Regions from separate parts of the Sus scrofa genome. Here regions 1 and 2 are each linked to region 3. A link is a contact called in public HiChIP or PLAC-seq data. All regions are on one chromosome and are shown on one strand. Each heading gives the region's core, a stretch centred on a gene start, on an enhancer-like site or on the middle of the called end of the contact. The rest is flanking DNA. Distances are from core to core; before and after follow the strand shown. Region 1 holds the start of LRRC25 (leucine-rich repeat-containing protein 25). Region 2 holds the start of ELL (RNA polymerase II elongation factor ELL). Region 3 holds the start of JUND (transcription factor jun-D).

The links. HiChIP or PLAC-seq counts read pairs in DNA pulled down with a chosen protein or histone mark.
Region 1: an H3K27ac HiChIP or PLAC-seq map of alveolar macrophages shows a contact between it and region 3. The contact joins the promoter of LRRC25 here to the promoter of JUND in region 3. A contact is called at or near these places in 1 of 5 promoter capture datasets (fetal liver), 12 of 47 Hi-C or Micro-C datasets (alveolar macrophages, brain, embryonic fibroblasts and 9 more) and 2 of 2 datasets of contacts at active chromatin or transcription factors (alveolar macrophages and skeletal muscle).
Region 2: an H3K27ac HiChIP or PLAC-seq map of alveolar macrophages shows a contact between it and region 3. The contact joins the promoter of ELL here to the promoter of JUND in region 3. A contact is called at or near these places in 1 of 47 Hi-C or Micro-C datasets (embryonic fibroblasts) and 1 of 2 datasets of contacts at active chromatin or transcription factors (alveolar macrophages).

The regions. Positions count from the first base shown.
Region 1 is chr2:59,398,797-59,403,052 of Sscrofa11.1, reverse strand. It overlaps LRRC25 (leucine-rich repeat-containing protein 25), which reads right to left and starts at 1,841. Exons shown (of 3, transcript XM_021083527.1): 1 at 1,628-1,841; 2 at 254-1,062. The coding sequence starts at 1,053.
Region 2 is chr2:59,275,791-59,279,691 of Sscrofa11.1, reverse strand. It overlaps ELL (RNA polymerase II elongation factor ELL), which reads right to left and starts at 2,528. Exons shown (of 13, transcript XM_021083507.1): 1 at 2,350-2,528. The coding sequence starts at 2,484.
Region 3 is chr2:59,528,670-59,532,513 of Sscrofa11.1, reverse strand. JUND (transcription factor jun-D) reads right to left here and starts at 1,523. Exons shown (of 2, transcript XM_021083521.1): 1 at 683-1,523; 2 at 1-680. The coding sequence starts at 1,360. The coding sequence ends at 318.

The sequences.
Region 1 (4,256 bases), core at 592-3,091, 130 kb after region 3:
GCAGTCAGAAAAGTGGGTTTGCAGGTCATGAAGGGGGAGGCTTCTTACATATAGAGGAACTCACTTAATTCTTATCCCAACTCCATGAGGTGGAGGGCTGTTATTATCCTCATTTTGCAGATAAAGAAACCGAGGCCCAGAAAGGTCAAACTACTTGCCCAAGATCACATAGCCTGTAAGAGGCAGAGCTGGGAATTGAACCCTGGCCATCTGGCTCCAGAGTCTTGCAGGCAGATGTGGGTGGATTACTCACCTGTGTTCAGCCCACTGGTGCCCGGCAGCTGGCTGGCCCACGATCATGTTCTCATAGTCCGACGTGGAAGATCTGGTCAGGGTAGCTGCTGGGGGCTTAAGGTTGAGGGCCCGACTACTGTACCTCGGCTGCCGACCTGAGCCAGACCTGGAACCATCCTGAGCAGCCCACGTTTTGCTCAGGCCCCGGCCGCTGTCCATCCGACGTCTACAGAATCTCCAAGCCAACACTGGGCCAGCAATGGCAAGCAAGAGAAACAGGCTTCCACCAACTGCCAGTGCTCCTACGGCTCCTGCAGAGAGGCCAGGGGGACAGCCTTCCTCCAAGGCAGAGAAGTTGTGCCAGGCACCAGTGGTCTTATCTAGGCACTGCAGAGGCGGCTGGCCAGAACAGTTGTCCTGCCGAATCTTGTGCCAGGAAAATAGGACACAGTTGCAATCAGCCTTCAGGGTGAGCTGACAACGTCTGGCCAGTGCCCCATCCACGTGTTCCAGTGGGTTGTTTGTCACGTCCAGGAACTTCAGCTCTCCCAGGTGGCTGAAGAAGACTGATGGGAGCTTGCGAAGGCGGTTTCCAGACAAGTCAAGGATGGTCACACTTCTGGCCTGCAGAGACTGGTTCTGAGGCAGCCAGCTCAAGTTTTGGCCACTGAAGTTCAGGCATGTGTCCGTGAACTCTCTGGTCCAGTCCACGTTCCCGGAGGACACGCACGACGTTCCCTGGGTGCCTGGATTGTGCAGCAGCAGCAGCAGCAACGGCGGCGGCGGCAACAACAGCACCCACACCAGGGAGCCCCCCATTTAAGCAACCTAGGCAGAGAGACCAGAATCCAAAGCCTAACCTCAGCCTGTGGTCGCCACCTGTTATGTGTGTGTATATATATATATATATATATATACAGCTCAGGCCACTTCTGAAGTGTTAAAACATAGCCCTTCGCTGGACGCCCCTTTGGTTGGCTCTGGCCCCCAGCCTCAGTCTCCCCTTCCGGGGAACGGGTACATAACCTGGGTGCCTCAAGGGCTCAGAAGGCAAGGAGGAGACCTGGCCCAGTCAGCCCCTTCCCCTTCTCTGAGATAAGCCACTTTGGGCTAAGTTGCCCAATTTCCTCCCCGCCCCCCAACACTCCGGGAGCCCTTGTTGGCCAGACAGGACTATATGCAAAAAGAGTGGTTGCTGGCGCAGGTGCAGCCCTGCAAAGCAGGGGAAAAAAAAAAAAAAAAAGATTGGTTGCCCTGGAAACGGCCCCGCCCCTCTGCCTTTCTTCCTGAACGACAGGCGGCTGGGAGGGAGTCATGAGCGGGGCCTGAAAGGGCCCCCCGGCTTTGGCTTGCCGCTCCTGAGCAGTTCCAAGTTCTAGTGCCTCCGTCCTACCTTTCTAGTTCCACTGGCACGGCTTTGCCTCGACCGGGCTGGAAGTCTCTGGCGCGGAGGGGCTGCGTCGTGGCTCACCTGGACACAGGGGCCAGAGCGACGGACCCTTCGGGGATCTGGATCCGCTAGGGTCTCTGGCGTTCCTCAAGCTCTGCAACCAGCAACTCAGGGGGAAGAGGAACTGGTGCCCGGGTGGAGTGCAGAGAAGAAAAATGAAGAAGACACCGAGCCCCATAGGCCTCCTCCCCGTTCCCCCTCCCCAGGCCTCTAGGACCAGAATTCTCACGAGAGGGGGAGGGGCAGCCTACTTCCCTCTTGCTGGCCCTCAGTGACTACATGGCCCCCATTAACGCCCCAACTAACTTCTACCCCATCAACTTACTTCACAATGAGTTGCATTCATATATTCATTCAACAAACATCACTCAGGAGTTCCTGTCATGGCTCAGCAGTAACAAATTTACTAGCATCCATGAGGACCCATGTTCCGTCTCTGGCCTTGCTCAGTGGGTTAAGGATCCAGGCATTGCCGTAGCTGTGGTGTAGGGCACAGAAGCGGCTCAGATGCTCTATTCCTGCCATTAAAAAAAAAAAAAGACAACCAAAAACCCCACAAACATCATCCATGCTAAGTCCCTAAGAGGCTTCAGCCCTGGCCATTTGTTCCAGGAATATCCAGTCTTGGGAGAAGACAGAACTGGACAAAGACACCCCCAGGCTGGTGGAGTCAGGTCAGGGCCAGAAGGAGGGACAGGGTGCTGGAAGACTTCCTAGAGGAGGCATTAGAATTGGGGCTTCAGGAGTTCCCGTCGTTGCTCAGTGGTTAACGAATCTGACTAGGAACCATGAGGTTGCAGGTTCGATCCCTGGCCTTGCCCAGTGGGTTGGGGATCTGGCGTTGCCATGAGCTGTGGTGTAGGTTGCAGACGCAGCTCGGATCCTGCATTGCTGTGGCTATGGTATAGGCCAGCAGCTGCAGCTCCAATTAGACCCCTAGCCTGGAAACCTCCGTATGCCCGGGTGCGGCCCTAGAAAAGACAAAAAAAGACAAAAAAAAAAAAAAAAAAAAAAAGAAGAAGAAGAAGAAGAAGAACTGGGGCTTCAGCACATGAATGGGAGTTTGCCAAGGATTCCTAAAACCTGCCTTTGACTCCCCAAGCTCCTAGCATCCCCCGCAAGTCAGAGCTCTCCTAACATATATTCATGCTTCCAGGCTGCAGGGAGATATGAGGAGGGCACCCTGTGTGAGGGGACATTGAGTCTGGAGCTTGGAATATAAATAGCAGTGGCAGCAGAAACGAATGCATTGAAGATTCCAGAGAGAAGAGAAAGCATGGCCGGCTGTGACAGTATAGTTAGGAGTGGAGCGGCTAAATGGAGGAACTGGTGACATGAGCAGGGGGACAGGCAGCACAAGCCACCAAAGCCATGCTCAGGAATGGGGCTGTATTCCCAGGGCCAGAGCAGCTTGTGAGCACTGAGTCAAAAGATTCTACTGGAGTGAGCCTGGGGTCTGGAGGTGCAGAACCTTGCAAGGAGGCCAGAGAGGGGGCCTGAGTAGGACCTAAGGGATAGCGGCAAAAGAGAGAGTGAGGAGGTAATGGATTGGGGTGGGCTGAGAGAGGGTCTCCACCTCACCGGGTCCTGGCTTCAGGCAGAGCGGCTTCAAATCCTTTTTAGCCCCTGGCTTGTTGAACTTAACTGCTCTGTACCTCAGTTTCCACATCTGCAAAATGGGGCAAAGGGTATAAGCCTTCTCTTGGACTCTGAGAGGCTGGAGTCTACTCTCCTACGCTTTCCCCTCTCTTCAGTCTCTGCCCCTTTCCATCTCAAAGCTCAGAGGAATGGTCAAAGGTTTTTGAACCGAGACTTTGGGAAAGGGCTGCAAATTGTCCTTCAACAACCCAAAGAAACTTATCTCACCCCCAGTAAGAAAATGGCAGGAGTTCCCGTCGTGGCGCAGTGGTTAACGAATCCGACTAGGAACCATGAGGTTGCGGGTTCGGTCCCTGCGCTTGCTCAGTGGGTTAAGGATCCGGTGTTGCCGTGAGCTGTGGTGTAGGTTGCAGACGCAGCTCGGATCTCGCGTTGCTGTGGCTCTGGTGTAGGCCAGAGACTACAGCTCCGATTGGACCCCTAGCCTGGGAACCTCCATATGCCGTGGGAGCGGCCCAAGAAATAGCAAAAAGACAAAAAAAAAAAAAAAAAAGAAAGAAAAAGAAAATGGCAAAGCACAAAAACTCTGAGATACTGTTTGATTCCACCTATCAGATTGGCAAAAATTCAAAAGTGTGATGACACCCTGTGCTGGCCATGCTGTGGGGAAACAGGCAACCCCACACATTGCTGGAGGAGCATCTGTGTGCAGCCTAATAGAAGGCATCCTGTGATGGAAATTATTGATGCACATGCCTGTTGACTGATCTAGCATCCCACTCCTGGGACTCTCTCGAATATCGGCATGTTTACAAAATGACAGGGGCAGGGACTGATGAATGGAAAAACTAAATATGGTCCATCCATACAGTGAATATTAGCCATAAAAAGGATTGAGGCTCTGAAACATGCTACATTGTGGATGAACCTCAAAAACATTAAGCTGAGTGAGGGAGTTCCCCTCGTGGCTCAG
Region 2 (3,901 bases), core at 1,279-3,778, 250 kb after region 3:
CCATGGCACTAGAGAATAGGAAACTCTAGACAGACACTACTGACAGTCACAAGTCACACATAAAGAGCTTTGTTAACAACCAATCATCCTTCTCTGGTCACACAAACAAATTCTTCAAGTCACCTTCCCCATACCCACCACCCAAGAGCACTGAGTGTGCCCAGCTGCCCTGATTTTACCTCAGTCCACTATTGAGTAAGATTAAATATGAAATTGCCAAGTAACTTAAATTACCAGTCAGCCTCTGAGAAAAATGAAAGTTTGAGTCAACCCCAAAATTTAGCTCAAAGTCAACCCCAAAATTTAGCTCACCCAGCCAAGTTAACACAAATGGCTTGGAGAAGCTCTAAGAGGGAGCCTCATCTGGCTGATCAACACCAATGTACACAGCTGGGCTCTGCATGGGACAAACTTGAGTCTGCAGTTATACCTTCACCCTCACAGGAGGAAGATCCAGCTCAGGGGATGTAACCAACACCCTAAATTAAAAATAGCAGCGTGACAGCATGAGGTGGATGCAGAGACAGGCCTTCCTGACGAGTAGATCAAGGGAGGGCAGCATGGCAGGGAAGGCGGGGCTCCTAACCCTCAGTGACCAGGTACCAAGTTCACCTTATTTACATGACTCACCAGCTCTCCCCCAGCTGTTTCTAGGAAAGCCCGCCTTCCTGCAGAACAAGTTGGAATTGCCCAGGGAAAAAGTCACCGGGCTGGAATTCCACAAGGAAGGCTCAAGCTGGCCACCATGCCCCCTCCTCCTCACCTGCAGTGGCACCCCAGGCTCACCTTGGGGAATCACTTTTGACAAGGTGAGAATTTGCTCTTCCAACAAAGATGAAGTCCCTGTTCTATGAAGAGAAAACTGAGACGCAAGAACAGGAAGGAAATTGCCCCCAAAAGTGGAAAGAAGCCAGGGAAGGGTGGGCACGGGTAACAAGACAGGGGAAAAAATTCCCGGCTTAGCTAATGGTGCCGAACAAGTCCAGGGCAGGAAGAAAGCCACATTCCTTCCTAGTTAGTCTCTCTCCTCACCCGCCCTGAGCCCCCCCCCAGCCCCAGTACACACAACACACACACACACACACACACACCACACACACACACACACACACACACTCTCTCTCTCTCTCTCTCTCTCTCTCTCTCTCCTCTCACTCTCTCTCTCTCTCTCTTCTTTCTCTTTCTCTCAGAGGGCGGGGCCTTCCTGAACCTGACACCAGACCCCTTGCTCCCCCTAGCCACGATGAAGCCCCTACTTTCCCAGTGAGGAGGTAAAAGGGCTCCCAAACCACTTCCCCTCAGGACCTGACCACTGGGCACCTGCAACTTCTGTCCCAACACAGGAGGAGGGCGCCATGACACAAACAGAAATGGGAAGAAGCAGTTTCTGACCAGGGCCCCAGATGTACCCTACAGTCAGGCCTGAAAGAAGGTACACAGAAGCCTCTCCCCAACCCCCCCCACCCCCCGCCAGGTGGCAGAACTGAAACGCCTTGAACTTAGCCAGATGGACCCAAATCAGCCCCTGAGAAGTTTGTGAGTCAGGAGCCAGGTGCGGTGGCCAGAGCTCCCTCCCAGGTGCCCACCACAGGCTCCCAATCTTCTAAAGGCACCATACCAGCAATCCCCCCCTCCACAATCACAGCCTCTTCTTCTCAAAACACTCCTACTCTCTAAAGGTGTCCAGTGAGACCTGGTCACCTGGGGAGTTGGAGGCGAGTTGACAGGTTTTGCCCAAATTTCCTTTCCCAGGAACGAAAAGTGAACCCAACTCCAGGGGCCTCATTGGAAAGCATCAAAGACAGCCCCCAAGTGCAGACACAACCTCCCCATACAAACGGAACAAAACCCCACAGGTGCTCCGACAGCGGTGCCCCACTGACCCACCCTACCAGTGACCAAGACGGAAAAGCTGCTCCTCGGGAGTGCAGGCAGTCATCCCTACCGGCCATCCCGCAAAGGAGCCAAAGAAGCCCCAAACCCCCACCTCCGAGCTCGGACAGCGGGGCCTCCACCCCTTCCCCTGAACAGGTGAAAAGACCAGTTCCTGCTCAGGTGCCGGATGGGCCGAGAAAGGCGCCGGACAGACCCCCTATCCCCAGACCAGGAGCGAGAGTTCGGGCCCCATGGCCGCCCCGGGCCACCCGCCAGGTTCTCCTCCCGGCGCCGAGGTTCCCTGCGCTCCGAGCCGGACAGGCGCCTACCCCGCGCCCCGCTGGCCCAGGAACTCACAAGCAGCACCTAAGAAGCCGGACCCCGCGCCCCCAGGCTAGGACGCCGTGGCGAGAGGAGCGCGAGGCCGACCTGCGTCCCGATGTCCCCGACGGCCGCACCGCCTGCACCGCTCACCTGGCAGACGCGGTAATTCTCGAAGGCCCTCAGAGCACTGTCGGTGAGCTTCACGTGGAACACGGACACCTTGCTACCGTCGCTCACTCGCCCGCACGACAGCCCGTAGCTCCGAGCCTCCTTCAGCGCCGCCATCTTGCGACCATCGCTCCCCCGCCCCCCCTTCCCGGCTCCAGTGCGGGCGGTGCGCCGGCCACGCCCCACCCTGCTGCCCGCTGACGTGCTGCATTATTCATAAGACGCGGCTGGCCACGCCCTCGCCGGAACCCCCCTAGAACCACAGACGCCGCGGTACCGCCCGCTGACGTGCTGCACTATTCATGAGATGCGGCTGGCCACGCATCATGTGGGCCCAGGGAATCCCATAGTTACCGCCCCGACTTCCTGCATTTTCGTAAGGCGTGGATGGACTCCCCCCATCCCTAACCTCTCAAGACCCTAGAGGTGTCCACTTCCGCGCCCGGACTCCGCCTCGACACGCGCGCTCCTTCAAGCCCCGCCTCAGTGTGTATTATTCATGATCTTGACTCAGCCAGGCAAGTCGAAGCACCGCCCCACCAGCCAATGACGTGATGTATTATTTATGAGGTCTCTCCAAGTCTTCCGTCTTTGGCTTCAGCGAGGAGCCGCATTGAGGGCGTGGGAGGGGGCGGGGCCCGCGCAAAGCACGTGGGGGGAGGGATCCGCTGCTGGATGGGCGTGGCTATGTAAACTGAGCGCGCGTTGGACGCTGGGTTGGGCTAATAGGGTTCCCCTAAGGTGGGCCTGGGGCTGTTGGATGATTGGGGGTCAGATTAACTTTGCTCATGGTAACAGTAGATTTCTTTTTAAATTAAAATATAGTTAATTTACAGTGTTGTGCTAAGGGTAGACTTAGAATAAAATCCTACACCCCCCAGAGCCCTGAGAGATGGTGATTGTCCTGCTCACCCATTAAAAAAAAAAATTTCACCTATCATGAAGTTAGTTAATGTGTACAATTCTGTGGCATTTAATACATCCACAATGCTGTGCAGCCACTACCACCATCTAGTTCCAGAACGTTTTCATCACCCCTAAAGGAAAAACCCACACCCACAAAGTAGTCACTCCTCATTCCCCCTTCCCAGGCCCTAGTAACCACTAACCTACTTTCTGTATCTATGGACATTTCTCTTTTTTCCTTTTTTGGCTGCCCCGTGGCATATAGAGTTCCCTGGGCCAGGGATCAGATCCAAGCCTCAATCCAGACCTAAGCCTCAGCTGCAGCAACTCCAGATCTTTTACCTACTGTGCCAGGCCAGGGCTCAAACCTGCATCCTGGCACTGCAGAGACACCGCAGATCCTGTTGCACAATAGCAGGGACTCCTTCTCATTTTAATCTAATTACAGACAGTGGTCATAGGATGAAGTGAGGCAAGGGAGGAAGGTGAATTCAGGGACTTTCTATGTGTTTCTACCCAGATGATCTTGTTAGCTCTGCCTATCACTACCAGGCCGGCACTGCCATCTATTTACCCCTTGACCATGAACCTAAAGGCTGATCCTAAAGGCAATGCTAGATTCCTTGCA
Region 3 (3,844 bases), core at 274-2,773:
CTTGAGGCTGCGCCCCCTTCGGCGGCGATGTGTACAAAGAGGCAGCCAGGACGCGCGGGTTTGTGCAACACCGGGTGGCCGCGCGCCGAGGACAGAGGCAGCGCGAGGGCAGGGGAAAAGGAGGGGGGGTCATGCGCTCGCCCCCCCAGGAGCAGGGGGTCCAGCTTGTCGAGTCTGAGGCGCCCTCTCCGAGTCCTGGCACCCTCGGGGGGGGGGGTCCCCGGGGCCGCGCCCTCTCCAAGTCCCGGGAGCCCACGCCCCCCCCCCGCAAACCCGCCTCTCTGGAAGGGGGCCGCGCATGCGCCCCGCGCGCGGGCTCAGTACGCCGGCACCTGGTGCTGGGGCAGCAGCTGGCAGCCGCTGTTGACGTGGCTGAGGACCTTCTGCTTGAGTTGCGCCACCTGCTCGCGCAGCAGGCTCGCCGTGGACGCCAGCTCCGTGTTCTGGCTCTTGAGCGTCTTCACTTTCTCCTCGAGGCGCGAGATACGCTCCAGCTTGCGCTTGCGGCACTTGGAGGCAGCGATGCGGTTGCGCAGCCGCTTGCGCTCCGCCTTAATGCGCTCCTGAGTGTCCATGTCGATGGGCGACAGCGGCGGGCTCTCGCCGAAGCTCGGCACGTCGGGCACCGTCTGCGGCTCATCCTTGAGTGCGGCCAGGCGTGGCGGCCCCAGCGCGCCTGGGGCGGCGGCGGCGGCGGAAAGGGCACGGGTTCAGCGGCGAAGGCGACCGTCGCAGCTCCCCCCGAACCCCCAGTCCCTCCCGCGTAGCTGCTCAGGTTCGCGTAGACGGGCGCCTCGGGCGTGGCCGCCGCTGGGGCCAGCTCGCTGGGAGGTGCGGCGCCTGCAGCCGTGCCTGAGGGTCCTCCGGCGGCGGCGGCAGCGGAGGCCGCGCCCGCGCCCAGCTGGTTTTGCTTGTGCAAGTCCTCCAGGGCCTTGACGAAGCCCTCGGCGAACTCCTGCTCCTCGCTTGCCGCCACCTTGGGGTAGAGAAACTGCGTGCTCGTCGGCGTGGTGGTGACCAGCCCGTTGGACTGGATGATGAGACGTTCGAGCTCGGGCGAAGCGAGCTTGAGCAGCCCCAGGTCGGGCGAAGGGAGCAGGCTGTCGGGGGGCGCCGCACCCTGGGCGCCGTCGGTGCGCAGAGGGGCCGGGGGCGGTGCGGCCGCGGGCTTGAGCGCCGCTGCCACCTGCTCGCTCAAGCTCAGCGTCAACGCGTCCTTCTTCATCATGCTGCCGGCGGCTGCCGTCGGGGGCGCCCCGGGGAACAGGCGACCCGGGGACGCGAAGCTGCCACCGCCGCCACTGCCACTGCCGCCGCCCAGGCCGCTCAGCGCCTCATCGCCGTAGAAGGGTGTTTCCATCCTCCGCCTCCCCCGCCGCGCCGACCCGGGGGGGGGAGTGGCCGCGGCCGCCCGGGGGGCCCTCGCCCCCCCGTCCGCTCGGCCCTGCGCCCGCCCAGGCCGCGGCCGCTGCGCCCAGCCCTCTGCTGGCGGCGGCTCCCGAGTCGCGCAACGCGCGCGCCCCCTTATAGCCTCGGCCGGGTACGATGAGCTCACTGTCCCTGCTCGCCATTGGACGCGGGTGACGTCGCTCATTTGCATGGAGGGGCGGGGCCAAGCCACTGACGGCCTCTTCAACCCCCACCGACTGCAGTCGTCCAGGTGACGCGCGGTAAACGGCACAACAGCGCGCTGCCTTGTGGGTTGACGTCATGGGGGCGGGCCGCGCGTCGGCCCGGTCACTCCGCCCCAGGAGCCAGAGTAAGACCCAGGCCCCCAGCACCGCCTCCCGCCAAGGCACGTCCCGGGTGGCGTGATGGGCCCGGCCACCAGGCGCCCGCCCGCCCGAAGCCCCGCCCCGCGTCCGCGCGTGGGGCCCCGGGCGGGCGGAGGCGGTACTGGCTCCGGGGACAGAAGGGGGATGGGGCCCCGGATGGATAAATAACTCCCTGGCGCCTCCAGCTCCACTACGCCGGCTGGGCTTCCCTTAGCGCGCCTGTAGCTACGCTCCGTGGGGTTGAAGACCTGAGGGAGCTGAAGCGTGGCTCGCCAGGGTGTGGGTCTAGTCTGTCCACCTCACCTCCACCCCCCAGCCCAGTCCCAAGTGGTGTGTTTGCTTCAGAAAGGCCGGGAAGCGGAGAGGAGGCCAGAAGTTGCTGGAACCTTTTTGATCTCAATACTTTTCACTGGGTGGGACTGAATCGTGGAGTCTGACTTCCTGACTTTACAGATGGGAAATTGAGGCTCGGCGAGGTGGAGTGACCTGTCTCCGGGACCAGGCCTGAGCTCTTATACATCTGGCAGAACCCTGGCGTCCATGACCCTGGACAGCCCCCTACCTGGGTCCCACTCCTCACCCCCCAACCCTTGGCCCTTGGCTCCCGGACTGAGCTATTAAGGCAGGAATCCCAGTCCGTATTTATTACCATGATTGTCAGGTCAGGCTTAATTGGCCTCGAAAAGGCTGGCTGGGAACGGAATGTGAGGGAGGTGGGAGAGACTCTTCCCACCTTGGGACTTCTGGGTCTGACCTACAGTCCCTGCATACAACCCCTCCATGGTTCCTACCACACTGAGGATGGAGCCTAGTCCATCGGGAGGGGGCCCCACACCTTTCTTGTGGTGTTCTCTAACCTTTCACCCTCACCTTCTTTGAGCTTTGTCTTCCCAATTCATTGCTACCTCGGGGCCTTGACAGGTGCTGTGCCCTCAGCCTGATGCTGCCTTCCCCCAGTGCCAACACTTGTCCTTAGGCCCCTCACACTCACCTTGTTTCCATTATATCCTGGCAACCATCCACAATGATGGGATGGACCATAAGTCCCTGGAGGGCAGGGACCTTGTCTAGCTCAAGCTAGCTGGGTACCCAGCTTTCTGCATGGGGCCAAAGACAGCGTTAAGAAAAAAACACTCTCTGGTGGGGTTGCTGTGGCAGTCTCTGGCCTCAGTCTGATTGCCTTTGGACATGAGCACTTGCTCTTCTAGGTCCCTTCCTCACCTAGCCTTGCCCCTAACTGCGCTGTCGAGCAAGAAGGCCATGAGGGAAGTTGTCACAGGAGCCAGAAGCCAAGCCTGGCTGGCAGAGGGTCAGAGTATGGGTGTGTGTGTACAAACACACAAATGTCTGTTTGTGCCTTTGTGTGTTGGTGTATGGGTCACTATACCCAAATGTGTTCATACATGGGAGTGGATGTCTGTGTGCCTGTGTGGATCTGTGTTAACATGTGTATGTATATATGTACGTACACATGTATGTATGCATGTATATACATATACATACACATCTGTATGTATGTGTCAGTGTGTCCAGGCATGTGGGTCTCTTTCTCCTCCTGTCCCAGCCTGGGCAAAGGGACACCTGATGGGAGGGTATACAGCCTCCAGCCTGTAGCCAGCCCGGTACTGGGTTCCTCCCTCTGGGCCTGTGCAGTGGGCCAAATTGAAGGAGATGGGACCATGATTCTCCCAAGGCAAAAGGGTGAGTGGGCGGCCTATGAAGGCCCTACTCTGACCTGGGGCTTTGACCTTGACAGGTAGGCAGGTGGTCAGGAATGCTTTGGGCTGGGCCAACCTGATTTGAGAGGCTGACCAGCAGACAAGCTTTGGTAAATGGAGGCACAGGAAAGCCAAGGCATGTTACCTCTGAGTGTGTTTATTGCTTATGAAAATGGAACAAACAATCCCATCTACTTCATGGAGTATTGTGACTTTTATTGGAAGGATCTGAACAAAAAGTAAAGGCTCAGTAAATATTTTCTGTAATTGTTTTGCTTTATTATCATTTGGCCAAACTTTTTGGGGGGCCACACCTCGGGCATTTGGAAGTTCTCAGGCTAGGGGTCAAAT